Linked DNA regions of Mus musculus: regions 2, 3, 4 and 5 are each linked to region 1. The links are chromatin contacts, called in public ChIA-PET, Hi-C and promoter capture Hi-C maps. All regions are on one chromosome and are shown on one strand. Each heading gives the region's core, a stretch centred on a gene start, on an enhancer-like site or on the middle of the called end of the contact. The rest is flanking DNA. Distances are from core to core; before and after follow the strand shown.

Region 1 (2,708 bases), core at 67-2,566:
CAAAAGGTCTTGTTTAATGGATTCGGTGTGTGTGTGTGTGTGTGTGTGTGTGAGAGAGAGAGAGAGAGAGAGAGAGAGAGAGAGAGAACACACATCATCTCTCAGTGAGCCTGGAGGTTACCAATTCAACAAGACCAGCTGGGCAGCAAGCTCATGGATCCTTTTGTCTATTTAGATAGTATTAGGATCATAAACATATACCACAGAGCTTGGTTTTGTATGTGGGTGCTGGGTGTCCAAACTCAGGTCTTCATTGTGAAGCAGGCACTTTACCAATTAAATGATTCCCTATTGCTTGTTTAACTGACTTTGGCATTTTACCATCCATCCTATGGCATTACCTAATACCTTTATTTTTCTCCTTGGGATGAAAATTTGATAGATATGCCTCAATCTATGAACTAAGGGTACCATAAACACTAACATCCAGTATACCCCAAAGAAAATTCAAATAGCTTAATTAATAATGAGCTTTATTTTAAAAATTGCCTTTCAAGACTTTCTTAAGCCCCTAATCTGTGGGCTAAAATTCCCCCTCTACTTCCTTTCTACCTGCAGATCCTAAGAACTGAGTTTCCTTACAGCTAACAGGAAATGTTCTTAAGACTGTTGAAAACTTCATCATCAGAAGATCCATTTCAAGCAAAGACCTGAATAGTCATATATATATTTTAGTTGGCTAGGTCTTGAGGTCAGAACATTCAGAGAGGAGAATCAATGACCTGCACACACTTCAAAGCTTGTTCTAGCAGCAGCTGGTCCAACTGGAACTACTTGAGAAGAAATTAGGAAAACCAGCTGTGAGTACAGCGCTGTCACAAACGGGCTGAACTGGAGTGAGTCACTTCCTATCTGTGCTGAGCCTCAAAGTGACCAGGTATCATTTTAATAAGGACAGACGCCCAAAGCACTGCAGCAGGCTCTGGACAAAAAAGTTTATGCCTTCTTTCATTTGTGCCTGTGGCTATTCAGATACTCCTAGCCAGTCACTCAGGGGCTCTGGGAGGCGGGGCGGGGCGGGGCGGGGAAGGATGGCACTGGGTTCCGAGCTTCAGTTTTTACACACCTAAAGAGCTAGGGGCACAAGGCCGTCCTCGCCAACAAAATTCAAGGAACACAATGTGCAGGAAAACTGTAACATGTAGAAGGTTATCCAAGTGTAAATTGTCTTAGATACAGTACACAAGACGACCCATAAAACACTTGGAATTGTTCATCCAGTGGTTGGCACACTATATTACCTCCACGCCCACTGGCCGGGTAGGGGGCGGGGCCACATATCCCGCCCCTGGAGACGCCCCGCCCCTCTCGCGTCTGCGCAGTGTGTATCGACGGCCTCGAGCGCCTAGGCGGGAGGTAAGGGGCTGCCGGGCTGCCGCCACGGGGTCGCTGGGCTGCGATGTGTCACCGCGGGCCGGGCTGTGGACGCAAGGGAGAGGCGCCGGTCACCAAGCCCGGCCTCGGGTCAGTGTGAGCGCCGGGGCCGCGACCAGAAGTGGCCAAGCCTCTCTGTTTTCAGTTTTGGAGTAGCTGTCCCTGCGGGAGCGGGGAGGCCGAGGCCCCACTGCGCTATGCCCTCCCGGGTCGCTGTGAAGAGCTGCTTCGGGCCCTGGGTCGCCGGGCCAGCCGCGCCGCTGGGGTCGTTGGTGTGGCCTGGGTGCGTCCTGGTGACTCCGTGAGGGACGACGCGACACCGGTGCCCAAGCAGGACGCGGAGAGGCCGCAGCTGCGGGGACCGAGCCAGCACTTACTCTCCTTGTACCACCCACATGCCCAAGGGGACGCATTTCCTTGGGAGATAGTGTTATCAGCAGTTTGGGACCTTTTTCCTGGAAAGGGGCTCTTTCGCTTTTAAATAACTCTTGAGTAATTTACTTCACCTTTGGGTACTTTTTCTTCTTGTGGAACCCTAGTATCATGGTACCCATATCATCTTAGTTGCAAGTACCAAGAGATTAAGTTTATAAAAAGCACTTGACACCTCTCACTGCAAATGTGTGTGCTTGGAAAATGACTGCAGGCCTGTCTTCTACACGTTCTTTCATCCATGAAACAGCAATTATTATACATGCACAAACACCAGACAAAAAAATTTGGAGTCATTTGCAATTATTGAAAAGTTGCAGAAGTTGCTGGAGGCCTTGGTGGCCCATGCCTTTAATCCCAGCATTAGGAGGCAGAGGCAGGAGGATCTCTTGACTTCAAGGCTAGCTTAGTCTACAGACTGAATTCCAGGACAGCCCTACACAGAGAAACCCTGTCTTAGAAAAACAAAAAAGAGAGAAAGAAAACTCGTACACATAGTACAGAACACTACAGCGCCCTTGTGTTAGTATTTTACATACCATCCTTAATACAGTCACAGAGAGCAAGAGATTACTATCTGGTTAACTGGGTCTCTTGGGATTCCATTCTTTTTATTAGAGTCCCTTCTGTATTCTACAATGGTATCTAGTAAGCAGCCTTACTCTTGATGGGCCTGGCGACATTACCTTTTCCAATCTGTAGCAGTATCATGACTTTGTGTGCTTTGAAGAGTCAGGAATGTTGGTAATGCCTTTCAAGTAGGAGTTTGTCTATAGTTAGTTGGGACTAGATTGTGTTGCATTTCTGTTAAGAATACCACAAGGTATAAGTACCCTTTTCAGTTTATGCCTCCATGGACCTTCCAGATGGGACCTACTGCTTGTGTGTTGACACAATCAGAT
Region 2 (2,700 bases), core at 158-2,657, 310 kb after region 1:
CTAAGGCTGGAACACAGCTGTAACTGTCCAGTAGTCGGATCTGAACCTCCTCCAAAAGGCAATCTCAAAATGGAGGCCAAGACTGGCTGGGATGTTAAGCCTTTCCCACAACAAATGTGGGCACATGAAAGCAAAAACCTGTGACTAGAGGCAGAGAAGGGAAAAAAAAGTCCACATCTTTGATGTTAAGAGAATAAGAGCTGGAAGTCTGACAGCAAGGAAAGAAAGACACTTAAAATTAACAGTGCATTCTTTCCCAATTCAAGGGAAACTTCACTTTAAAAGAGGGAAGAGGGTTGTGGAAATTAATCAAAGAAGTGAATCCCCAGAAAAACAGATTTTAATGTTGCAATTAAACATATTCTACAAACAAATCCAAGTCACAATATAAATATTAGAGGAAGTTTAAAGACCTAGTGGAGGCATACAAATGTGAATTTAAGGGCTAAAAGACAAGCCTGTCTCAAAGCTGAGCCCACTGCTTCCAATGACTAAGCCTATAACGCCCCTACTTTGAACCACAGACTACTGGATCCCAAACACACTCATTGAGGTTAACTCAGAAATGACTGGTTTTTTGTTTTTTAATTTACTCTGTAGACCAGGCTGGCCTTAAACTTAGAAAATGGCCTGCCTCTGCCTCCCAAGTGCTGGGATTAAAGGCGTGTGCCACCACTGCCCAGCACTGGTTTTTAATTTTAAGGTCTCTTATTTCACAAATACAGAAACTAAGGTCTTAAGAAAAAGAAGGCATGCCTCCTTCTACTCACTTTCCAACAGCACCCTCAGTGACATACTTAGCAACAGCCAGCAAAAGTTCTTACCACTGCATGCCATGAGGTACCAGAGAAACGTCATTTTACTTCAAACAAACAAACATAAAACTAAGGCTATTTACCAAATGCTTACTGATGGCACTCTGCATGATGTCAAAGCTCTGGCTTCGGGCAGGAATAACCAATAAGCTGTGACAAACTGCCTGTCAGAAAAAAAGAGAAAAACAGTAGCTGTATCAAGACATTAAGAATTAAGACAAGTTCAACACAATTTTTAAAGCAACTTTGCAGATCAATATAGCAAACAGGTAACAAAACCTTGATTTTGTAGATGCAAATAACAAGGGTTAAACACATCACATATGCACAATACTACATCTATCAAGTATCTACAAAAGCATCTAAACCTTTCTAGCTTAGGAAGATGGAGACTATTTCTATTAATTGCTACAACTCAAAAGGCCCAAAGAGTAGAATCAAGTGGTTGACAAAAGCCTTCTAGTTTTCCTTAGTAGAGAATGCATGCCGCGAGAGCCAGCCCAGCCGCCCAAACAGCAGCACCTCACCCTTCCTCACTCTTCATTTCCTGAAACCCCAGAAGAACCTCAATACCACACCAGTTCCCAGGACTTCAGAGGCACCAACCCCAGGATTCACACAGGCCACCAAAACCTCAGCAGAAACACCCTACTGAACCAGAGGACTGTTAGCCAGAACCCCATGCCATGTAGACCACAAGACCAGAGAAGAAACAGAAACCAAGGAAAAATACCCACCCAACAAAAATAAACTCAGAAATCAGCACCTAAACCTATAATTACCACAAACCCAGATGCCTAGAGGCCAGCATAACAACACAACAGCTAGGGCAATGTGGCACTAACAGACCACCTACCTACTACAGCAAGCCCTGGATATTCCAACACAGCTGAAGCACAAGAAAATGATCTTAAAACCAATCTTATGACTATGACAGAGGCACTTAAAGAGGAAATGAATAAATACCTTTAAAAACACACACACACAAACACATGGGAAGAAAATGAGTAAAACTGCTCAAGACCTAAAAATGGAAACAGAAGCAATATCTAGGTAAGCAAGCAAACAGGAACAACAGATGCAAGCAAGACCAACAGAATAAGAAATGGAAGAAAGAGTCTCAGGCATGGTAGATAGGATAGGAGAAATTGATACATTGGTCAAAGAAAATGTTAAATTTAAAAAGTTCCTGACACAAAACATCCAGGAACAGCTGGGACACTATGAAAAGACTAAACCTAAGAATAGGAATAGAAGATGAAGATTCCAGCCCTGCGGTGGTGGCACACGCCTTTAATCCCAGCACTTGGGAGGCAGAGGCAGGTACGAATTTCTGAGTTTGAGGCCATCGTGGTCTACAGAGTGAGTTCCAGGACAGCCAAGGCTACACAGAGAAACCCTGTCTCGAAAAACCAATAAAAAACAAAACAAAACAAAAGAAGATGAAGATTCCCAACTCAAAGGTCCAAAAAAATATTTTCAACAAAATCAGATTAAGAAACTTTACCTAACCTAAAGAAGGAGATATCTATAAGCATACAAGAAACTTAACAGAACACCAAATAGATGGGACGGGGGAGGAGGGGGACGGACGGGACGGACACGGACGGAACTCCTGTCACATAATAATCAGAACAAAGACAAAATATTAAAAAGTGCAAGGAAAAAAGGCCAAGTACCATATAAAAGCACACTTATTAGAATTACATTTGACTGCTCAATGAAGACTCTAAAAGCCAAAAGGGCCTAGACAGGGTTCAGACTGTAAGGGACCACAGATGCCAGCCCAGACTAGTATACTCAACAGAACTTTCAATCACCATAAATAGAGAAAACAAGATATTAATGCAAGACAGAGTCAATTTAAACAATACCTATCCATAAA
Region 3 (2,700 bases), core at 106-2,605, 330 kb before region 1:
AGGATCCATGTTCAATTCCAAGCACCCACATAGTAGCTCACAATCATCTCTCCATGCAGATGATCCAATGCCCTCTCTGGCCTCCAAGGGTACCAGGTATGCATGTCACATCACACACACATGCTGCATACACATACATACAGGCAAACACTCATACACATGAAATCATAAAATAAATTAAAATTAAAAATTAAAATTCCTAATAATGTAGATACAGAAGAAAATGTCCTCAACATATCAGGGGTCCTTTGCAAGTAGCCTACAGCTGACGGTCTGTGAGGGAAATGGAGAGCTTTCCCCCTATGTTCTGGTAATTGAAACACTTAAAAGAGCTTTCAGACCGGAAAGCCAAAAATAAATAAATAAATAAATAAATAAATAAATAAATAAATAAGTCAAATCAAAGAACAAAGAGAAAGATATTCATGCTTAGATGATAACATTCTACAGGTAGAAAACCATGCAGACCATGTAACACACACACACATACACACACACACATACACACATACACACATACACACACATATACACTTACACACACAGGCACTAATAAATTAACTCAATAAAGTAGCATGATAAAAAAACCAACAACATATATAAATCAGTTGTACCTCTCTACACCAATAATGATATATCTGAAAAATAAACCAAGAAAAGCCATCTCAACTTAAAATACCATCAAAAGTAATAAAATTCTTAAGAAAAAACTCTAACCAATGTGGTAAAAGATCAATAAATGAAAAAATATTAAAACATTGGTGAAAGAATTTGAAGAGGTCACAAACAAATGGGAAAATAATCCCTGTGTGAAGATTGTAGCACTGCAATTGTTGACACACCCAAACTGTTCAAAGCAACATAGTCTCAATACAACCTCTACCAAAACCCCAATGTCACTTTTCACAGAAATAGAAAAAAATCTAAAAGTTTATGAACCTGAGTGACCTGGAACAATCATAGTTCCCAATCTAAAATTCTCTCCCCAAGCTACACTCCTCAGTCAGCACAGTGTGAGCCTGGCATAGAAACAGACAAACTAACGGAGCAGACAACCTAGACATAAACTCAAGTCTATGCAGTCAGCTGATGTCAGACAAGGTCCCCAAGAAGACACAACAGGTAAAGGTTAGTGTACAACAAATGATGTTGGAAAACTATACCTATGTGCGAAAATAAAATAAAATAAATCCGGATCCCTATCTCACACAAAAAACAACTCAGAACGGGTTAAGAACTAACCTAAGATATGGAAGTATGAAACACCTAGAGGAAACCTCACTGATATTGGTCTTGCCAGTCTTTATTCAGCATCTCACCAAAACTCAGAGAAACAAAAGTGAAAGTAAGTATGTAGAACCACAGAGAGCTAAAAAACAAAGGCAGAAGGAAGTGATGGTCAAAACGCAAAGGCGCATACCAGTTATGAGAGTGTGTTTGGGAACCACTAAATCTGAAGGGGGCTTACTACCCAGAGAGTCCCAAAAGAACTCATATAACTCAGTAATAAGGAAATAAAATACTCAATTTTAAAAATGGGTAAATTAGGCTGGGGTAATAACTCAGTTGACAATATGCTTGCCAGACAAGCATAAATACGGAGGTCTCAACCTCAGTACTTGAGAGGCAGAGATTCTATATATATATGTGCAAGTGCCTATACACATGGATAAAGAGAGAGAGAGAGAGAGAGAGAGAGAGAGAGAGAGAGAGAGAGAGAGAGAGAGAGAGAGAATGTTTATGTATTATTTGTATTATTCAGCTTTAGAGGAGGTTTTTTTCTATTTTCTCTCTTTTTATACTTTTATTAGATATTTCCTTTATTTACATTTCAAACGTTTATCCCTCTTCCTAGTTTCCCCTCTGAAAATCCCCTATCCCTTTCCACCTCCCCCTGCTCACCAACCCACCCACTCCCACTTCCTGGCCCTGGCATTCTCCTATACTGGGGCATAGAACCTTCTCAGGACCAAGGGCCTCTCCTCCCATTGATGTAGCAGGTCTTCCTCTGCTACATATGCAGTTAGAGTCATGAGTTCCACCATGTGTTTTCTTTGATTGGTAGTTTAGTCCTAGGGAGCTCTGGGGATACTGGTTAGTTCATATTATTATTCATCCTATGGGGCTGCACACCCTTTCAGCTCCTTGGGTACTTTTTCTAGCTCCTTCATTGGGGACCCTGTGTTCTGTCCAATGGATGGCTGTGAGCATCCACTTTTGTATTTGTCAGGCAATGGCAGAGCCTGTCTGGAGACAGCTTTATCAGGCTCTTAGCAGCAGGCTCTTCTTGGCATCCACAATAGTGTCTGGGTTTGGTGGTTGTTTCTGGGATGAATCCCCGGGTGGGGCAGTCTCTGGATAGTCATTCCTTCCGTCTCTGTAACTCCTTCCATGGGTATTTTGTTCCCATTCTAAGAAGGATCGAAGTATCCACACTTTGGCCTTCCTTCTTCTTGAGTTTCATGTTTTGCAAATTGTATCTTGGGTATTCTGAGCTTCTGGGCTAATATCCACTTATGAGTGAGTGTATATCACATGTGCTCTTTTGTGATTGGGTTACCTCACTCAGGATGATGTCCTCCAGAACCATCCATTTGTCTAAAAATTTCATGAATTCATTATTTTTAATAGCTGAGTAGTACTCCATTGTGTAAATGAACCACATTTTCTGTATCCATTCCTATGTTGAGGGACATCTGG
Region 4 (2,700 bases), core at 166-2,665, 350 kb before region 1:
TCATCCAAGGATGCTCCACCTAGAAAGGTAAAAGGCTAAGGAGGAATAGCTGGAAGAATGTAAGTAAAACTATCCTCTCTCCTTAATGATGTGGGAACTAGCCACCTCTACATGAGAAGAACCAGTTACCATATACATCATAGTATGAATCATAGTAGGAAAGAAGCTCACCCCAAGGTACCATTCCCATCAACATGAGATCTTCTTGCTTAGGATGCTGGGGAGCACCGTGCACCCTTTAGAAGAAGTTTCCACAGTGGCTCTGCCCTATGGGATCCCAATCAAACCCACAGAAAGTAAATGAATCACTTTTTCTCTTTCATTCTAAACCCCAAACATTAAATACATTGTTGGTTCTAATTAGATCATTCCTAACCAACTCACTAACTCACTCACTCACTCACTCACTCACTCACTCACTCACTCACTCTTCATTCATTCATTCATTCACTTATTCAAGAAAAGTCATTTGTGGAGCAAGCCTGCTTAAAAGACCCCTTGTCACATTATGTCCCACGATCACTTGTGCTTTATCTGGGCATTTCCAAGTAGACTTAGAGAAAGGCCTGGCCAGACTCAAATCTTAAACACGTCTGTATTCTCTGGGTCTAGCATATCTTACAGCACATAACAAATACTCAGTAAATAATTGAAAGACAGGAGGAAGCGTTTCTGGGCTTTTTACGTGCAGGAGCTACTCACTCCGCCATGAGCTGCCATGTCTACTTGGTGCCTGCATTAGGGCACCTGCAGAATGCAATGTCCTTCCTCTACTGAAAATGTCTAAATTCCTCGGAGGTCCCAGCCCAGTCCTTCCTACCTCCAGGTAGGGTCTCAGGTGCCCTCTGAAGAAGACCTCCTTCTGATTGCCTGCTTCAACTTAGCTACACTCTTTGGTCATCCCCAGAAGTAGTTCTGGTCTGGTCCTACTGCCTGGCTCTTTGTATGCTAGAGCACTGAGCACTCTGCCTTTATATCCTGGCTTCCAGGAGCTGAGATTCTCCAAGACTCAACCAAAAGTCAGTGTTGAAGCATATTAACAGGCATGCCTAGAATTAATTCATCTCAAAGAAACAGATCATTCTTTGGAAACAGCCTGCTGTTCACATGCTTGTGATGAATGTCATTCAGTGGTTGGTAACAGTGAAGAGATTTGGGAACCGCTCAATCACTAGCTATTTCATTCTGTAGATGACGGTTTTTTTGACACCAAGATCAGCAAGCAAGCTTTTGAACAATCCTCATTTCAAGTTCAAAATGTGAATGAGTTTCTGCCTGAAAGAAACAATGAGCTCCCTGCCAAAAAACAACGATAATTATTAGCAATTTCTGAAGGTGAACTAGGGAGGATTCATTCTCACACTCCTGTTCTCAGCTGTCTGATGGTGATGGGAGGTTTATATAGGCTTGGCTAGTCCCCATGGCAACAGCCTTTCTCCTGGGTTACCATAGGAATGGTGAAGGCCTTTATAAGCCTCCATTAGCAGAGACTGGGCCGGCAGCAGTCAAAATCATCTGCTGGTGAAGACTCTGTAAAGTGTCAGTGAGGGTGTCTGAGAATTAATTTTACCCTGGAGTAGCTGCACAGGTCTGTTTAGCAGACGTCGACAGCTCTCAACTCGAGATAACACTGATATCAGCCCTGTGTCTTGACCATTTCACTTGAAGGTTTTTCCTAACTTGAGCTACATTCAGATAGGACCAGATTTTAAAAGATTCTGAGACAGAAGGAAGAAATCTCTTCTTATAAAACCTCACACTGGAGACAGGCAAATTAAGGGTCTTGCCCCCAGAACGGTGCATAGAAGCCATATTAATGGACCTGGTTGCTGCTCTTCCCAAATTTCATAGATTGAAACCCAATTGCCAGTGTGTTAGTATTAAGAGAAGGGGCAACAGAACCACCCAGCAGAAGACAGTCAGGCCTGGCACACACATCACCCACTTTTACCTGCAGATGTCATTGAAAGGAGACTGGGTGACAGAAAGATGGAGTATAAGAGGAGGAGAAGGAGTGGTAAAGGCTCTGTGGAGAGAGGCAGAACTGGTGACATGTCAATGTGAAGGGTAAGAGACAGGGCTGAGGTTGACTGTTGATCAAGTCATAGCCCAGTAGACTCAGGAAGGTGAGCAGCAGCCAGAAGCTTGGGCAGATGCAGAACTTGTCCCCAAACAAGCTGCCCAGACACAGGATCACCCTAGATCTTGGCCCGAGATGATGGGAGCTCTACTTTCTAGATTAGACCTCCTCAAAGGACCGCCATGCCCGGAGATGCTGCTGAAGGCCATGTGTAGATCAGTGGCCCTGATGTGGCCAAGGTCTGGGTTAATGTCCAGACTGTGTTGTCTCCTGAAGACATGATGATGTTCATGGCTGGTGCCCTGGACTGAGGCTGTGTTCATGTCCATGGGCCATGCTGCCTCTGTTGACCATACTGATGTGAATGACCTATGCTGCCAATGAGGGTGATATTTGGGTCTGTGGTCTTACTGCAGCCGTATCTGTGTTGATGTCCACGTCTGTACTACCACCGAAAGTCACATGGATGTCAGTGGTTTATGCTATCACCAGAAGCCATGTTGATGTCCAGTTGCATCTGAGAGCCTTATCCAGGCCCATAGCCCTACTGCAACCAAGAGCCCTGTTTGTACTGTGCTGATGCCAGAAAGCGTGTGGAAGCCCGAGATCCACGCTCTCAC
Region 5 (2,700 bases), core at 38-2,537, 400 kb before region 1:
GGTTCTAAATTTTTAAAATATGTCTTCCTAGTGCTTTGGGATAAAAGACTTCCCATGTCACCAAACAAAGGCTTCACTATTCCCTAAGAGGTCTGCATAGCTCACAAAGCTAGAAAGCATCTCTTAAGGGAAAACTTGGACAGCAATAGGCTAAATTGTGTGTGTGTGTGTGTGTGTGTGTGTGTGTGTGTGTGTGTGTGTGTGTGTGTGTTATGTCTACAGAACCTTGGGAAGATTTGGGAAGAGAAGAACCACAATAACTGGGAGAAAAATGGACTCTGCTCTCCCCTGTAATAGTCAAGACTAAGATTTTTGGGTGGCCACGCCTTAATTACTCATCCTTGTTTTATACAATGCAATAAGAATTCACAATGATCAGCAATGAAAATGATTAGATGTAATTGACATGAAGAAATGAGAGAGGAGGCATTGGTGCTCTGTAAGAGCTGCAACCAAGTCCCTAAAGACTTACTGGGATGGTAAATCATGAACGTCAAGACTCTCTGGAATGTAGGTCGCATCATCCCATAGACTAAAGCTCTGGAAAAATGACAAGAAGAATGTGGGTGGAGAAATAACTTCGACTCCCCTCCCCCCTCTTTCCTTGTCCCCCTCTGTTTTCTGACTGCAGATGCAAGGTGACCAGAGGCTTCACATTCTTGCATCCACAGATAAAGCTACTCCCCTTCACGATATCCTCAAATTGTGACTTAAAGTAAACTACATCTCTATCTTTATGCGTATCTCTATCAGCTCTACGTCTCTGTCTCTGTGTCTACCTCTATCTACCATTGCTCTATATCTATCTATCTATCTATCTATCTATCTATCTATCTATCTATCTATCTATCTATCTATCTATCTTCTCTCTTGCTACCTCTATCCCTAAGTTGTCCTTGTCAGGCATTTTGCCACAGCAACCTGAAAAGTAATACAGTTATCATCTGGCAGTGGGACCAATCATATTCTAAAACTGAAAACCAAAGGGCAGAAAATAGGAAGTTAATTTGAGCTCAAATGTTAAACACGCCCTTCATGACAGCTAGAGCTGGCTGTCAGTGGGAGAGGCTGCCTTTGAGGCCCTGAGACAGAAATCCTCAAACAGAGGTCAGATAACAAACTATTAAGAGTTTGACCTAAGAGATTCCAACTCCTGGTATTCCAGCCCAGTGACTTCTGCTGACCTTATCAATTGCACATCACTTTGACGACAAAAGAAAGTCCAGAGCTTAATTCCCAGCAGCAGCCTGGCCCCAGCTTCCTCTGAGCAGCCAACACACTCCTTTTCCCCCTTCCTTGCTGGTAGGAAGCAGGGCTTCCTGAGAGCTGGTAAGTGAGACTAGGCTCTGCCCAGCCCTCTCAGCGTGATTGGCAATTAGCTGGACTGAAGCCTTCCAGGTCTTACAAGCTCTCAGCAGGTCGCGCCACTCCGCCCGCGCTTATTTAGAACCCAGGGAAGGAGGCAGCCACAGGTAGCAGAGGCTTAATTCTGAACTCATGCTAACCAAACATTAACATTTGCATTTAAAAACAGGAGAAAGAGAAAGAGCAATGGAAACCTCACTCAATTAAAGCTGTTTGCAGATGCAAATAGGCCTGACACCAAAGAGAAAGGGGACTGCACAGCCGACACCCCTCTCTGCTGACCTTTGTGACCAGACAGCAGAGGGGACAGCACACAGAGCCCTGGGAGAAGGAAGTGGGGTGGGGCAGCCATAGAGGATGGAGAGGGACAGAAAGAGAATGTTGCTCTATGCCGCGAAACCTGTAATTTCACTCTGACATGAAAATTAGCTCTGTGGCTAATTAGCTTCCTAATATCATTGACTGCCATAGAAAGGATAAAAGTTTGTGAATTTATAAACCTACCTGAAAAAAAAAAAAAAAAGGAAAAAGCCCTACAAGTTTGCATGAGGTGAGCTGATTGAAATTGCTGAGGCTGTTCCAGGAATTAAGCTGCAGCTGCCTTTGTGCCCTGAAGAGTCCCTGGGATCAGGTGAGGTGCATAGCCCCCCTTCCCGCTCCCCTTCTCCCCATGTCCTTGGCCTGGCTCCTCTAAGGAGCCCTCCAGTCTTTGACAGCTCTGCTGAAGAGCGACACCTCACACTGTGCAAGTCGCTGGTCTCTGGACTCCCTACCAGTGCTTCTAGCTGTGCCCTCTTGAGTCATCAGACAAGTTTTTCTCTCCCCACCCAGGACAGGCTTCTGTGAACTGGAGGCATTTATGAACCAGGCTGGGAGTCTGCTCAGCAGCGAGCCTGTTTACCTGGCTAATGGATCTCCCTCTCAGAGTAGCTTTTGCCCCCTTTGCTAGCCAATCTCACTGAGATCTACTTACATTTTAGAGCCTTCTAGAAATCTCTAGCCCTTGTTCTGGCCCTGTGTGAGCTCTCTTTTGTTTTTAATTTCTTTAAAATATAGCCAAGCTTACTTTACTCGCGGTGTCTCATTGTACATATAGTATACACGTATATAGTGTAGGTTTCCATTTTGTTCTCACAGGAACTTCAGGCAGATGCCCCATTATCATGCTTGTTCACTAGACAAGAAACCCCAGGAAACCTGCACAGTTACACAGCCCTGTGGGTTACACAGCCGTGCAGAATACACAGTCCTGCAAAATACACAGCTGTGATATTTCTAAGCCCAGATCTATCATTTGTTATCATACCATTCTCTCACGTGCCTTGAGTCATTTGC

Evidence for each region. Promoter capture Hi-C pulls out the DNA fragments that hold promoters and counts their contacts. A called contact is a pair of places that touch in the nucleus more often than the background predicts. ChIA-PET counts read pairs in DNA pulled down with a chosen protein or histone mark.
Region 2: an RNA polymerase II ChIA-PET map of memory CD8 T cells shows a contact between it and region 1, with 6 read pairs. The contact joins the enhancer-like site here to the promoter of Stx17 in region 1. A contact is called at or near these places in 10 of 39 promoter capture datasets (the 3T3-L1 cell line, the C10 cell line, the HPC-7 cell line and 6 more) and 1 of 115 datasets of contacts at active chromatin or transcription factors (memory CD8 T cells).
Region 3: a contact with region 1 is called in a Hi-C map of CD8 T cells, with 2.7 times the contacts expected there. The contact joins the enhancer-like site here to the promoter of Stx17 in region 1. A contact is called at or near these places in 3 of 39 promoter capture datasets (the 3T3-L1 cell line, embryonic stem cells and hippocampal neurons), 1 of 484 Hi-C or Micro-C datasets (CD8 T cells) and 1 of 115 datasets of contacts at active chromatin or transcription factors (memory CD8 T cells).
Region 4: a promoter capture Hi-C map of hippocampal neurons shows a contact between it and region 1, with 2.6 times the contacts expected there. The contact joins the enhancer-like site here to the promoter of Stx17 in region 1. A contact is called at or near these places in 6 of 39 promoter capture datasets (the 3T3-L1 cell line, embryonic stem cells, hippocampal neurons and 2 more).
Region 5: a promoter capture Hi-C map of second pharyngeal arch cranial neural crest shows a contact between it and region 1, with 4 times the contacts expected there. The contact joins the enhancer-like site here to the promoter of Stx17 in region 1. A contact is called at or near these places in 7 of 39 promoter capture datasets (embryonic stem cells, hippocampal neurons, neural stem cells and 3 more).

What each region holds. Positions count from the first base shown.
Region 1 is chr4:48,123,603-48,126,310 of GRCm38.p6, forward strand. It overlaps Stx17 (syntaxin 17), which reads left to right and starts at 1,317. Exons shown (of 8, transcript NM_026343.2): 1 at 1,317-1,356.
Region 2 is chr4:48,435,539-48,438,238 of GRCm38.p6, forward strand. Tex10 (testis expressed gene 10) reads right to left here. Exons shown (of 15, transcript NM_001355740.1): 12 at 899-979. Among named protein-coding and RNA genes, the nearest start is that of Tex10, 37 kb to the right of the region's middle. Within about 2 kb of position 1,408, at least 12 of the 459 cell types and tissues checked have an H3K27ac peak or open chromatin away from gene starts, as enhancers often do. A contact at or near this core is called in memory CD8 T cells, where this site is marked.
Region 3 is chr4:47,798,011-47,800,710 of GRCm38.p6, forward strand. No RefSeq gene overlaps it. Among named protein-coding and RNA genes, the nearest start is that of Gm46853, 150 kb to the right of the region's middle. Within about 2 kb of position 1,356, at least 36 of the 459 cell types and tissues checked have an H3K27ac peak or open chromatin away from gene starts, as enhancers often do. A contact at or near this core is called in CD8 T cells and memory CD8 T cells, where this site is marked.
Region 4 is chr4:47,771,311-47,774,010 of GRCm38.p6, forward strand. No RefSeq gene overlaps it. Among named protein-coding and RNA genes, the nearest start is that of Gm32544, 130 kb to the left of the region's middle. Within about 2 kb of position 1,416, at least 18 of the 459 cell types and tissues checked have an H3K27ac peak or open chromatin away from gene starts, as enhancers often do. A contact at or near this core is called in hippocampal neurons, where this site is marked.
Region 5 is chr4:47,723,489-47,726,188 of GRCm38.p6, forward strand. No RefSeq gene overlaps it. Among named protein-coding and RNA genes, the nearest start is that of Gm32544, 86 kb to the left of the region's middle. Within about 2 kb of position 1,288, at least 21 of the 459 cell types and tissues checked have an H3K27ac peak or open chromatin away from gene starts, as enhancers often do. A contact at or near this core is called in second pharyngeal arch cranial neural crest, where this site is marked.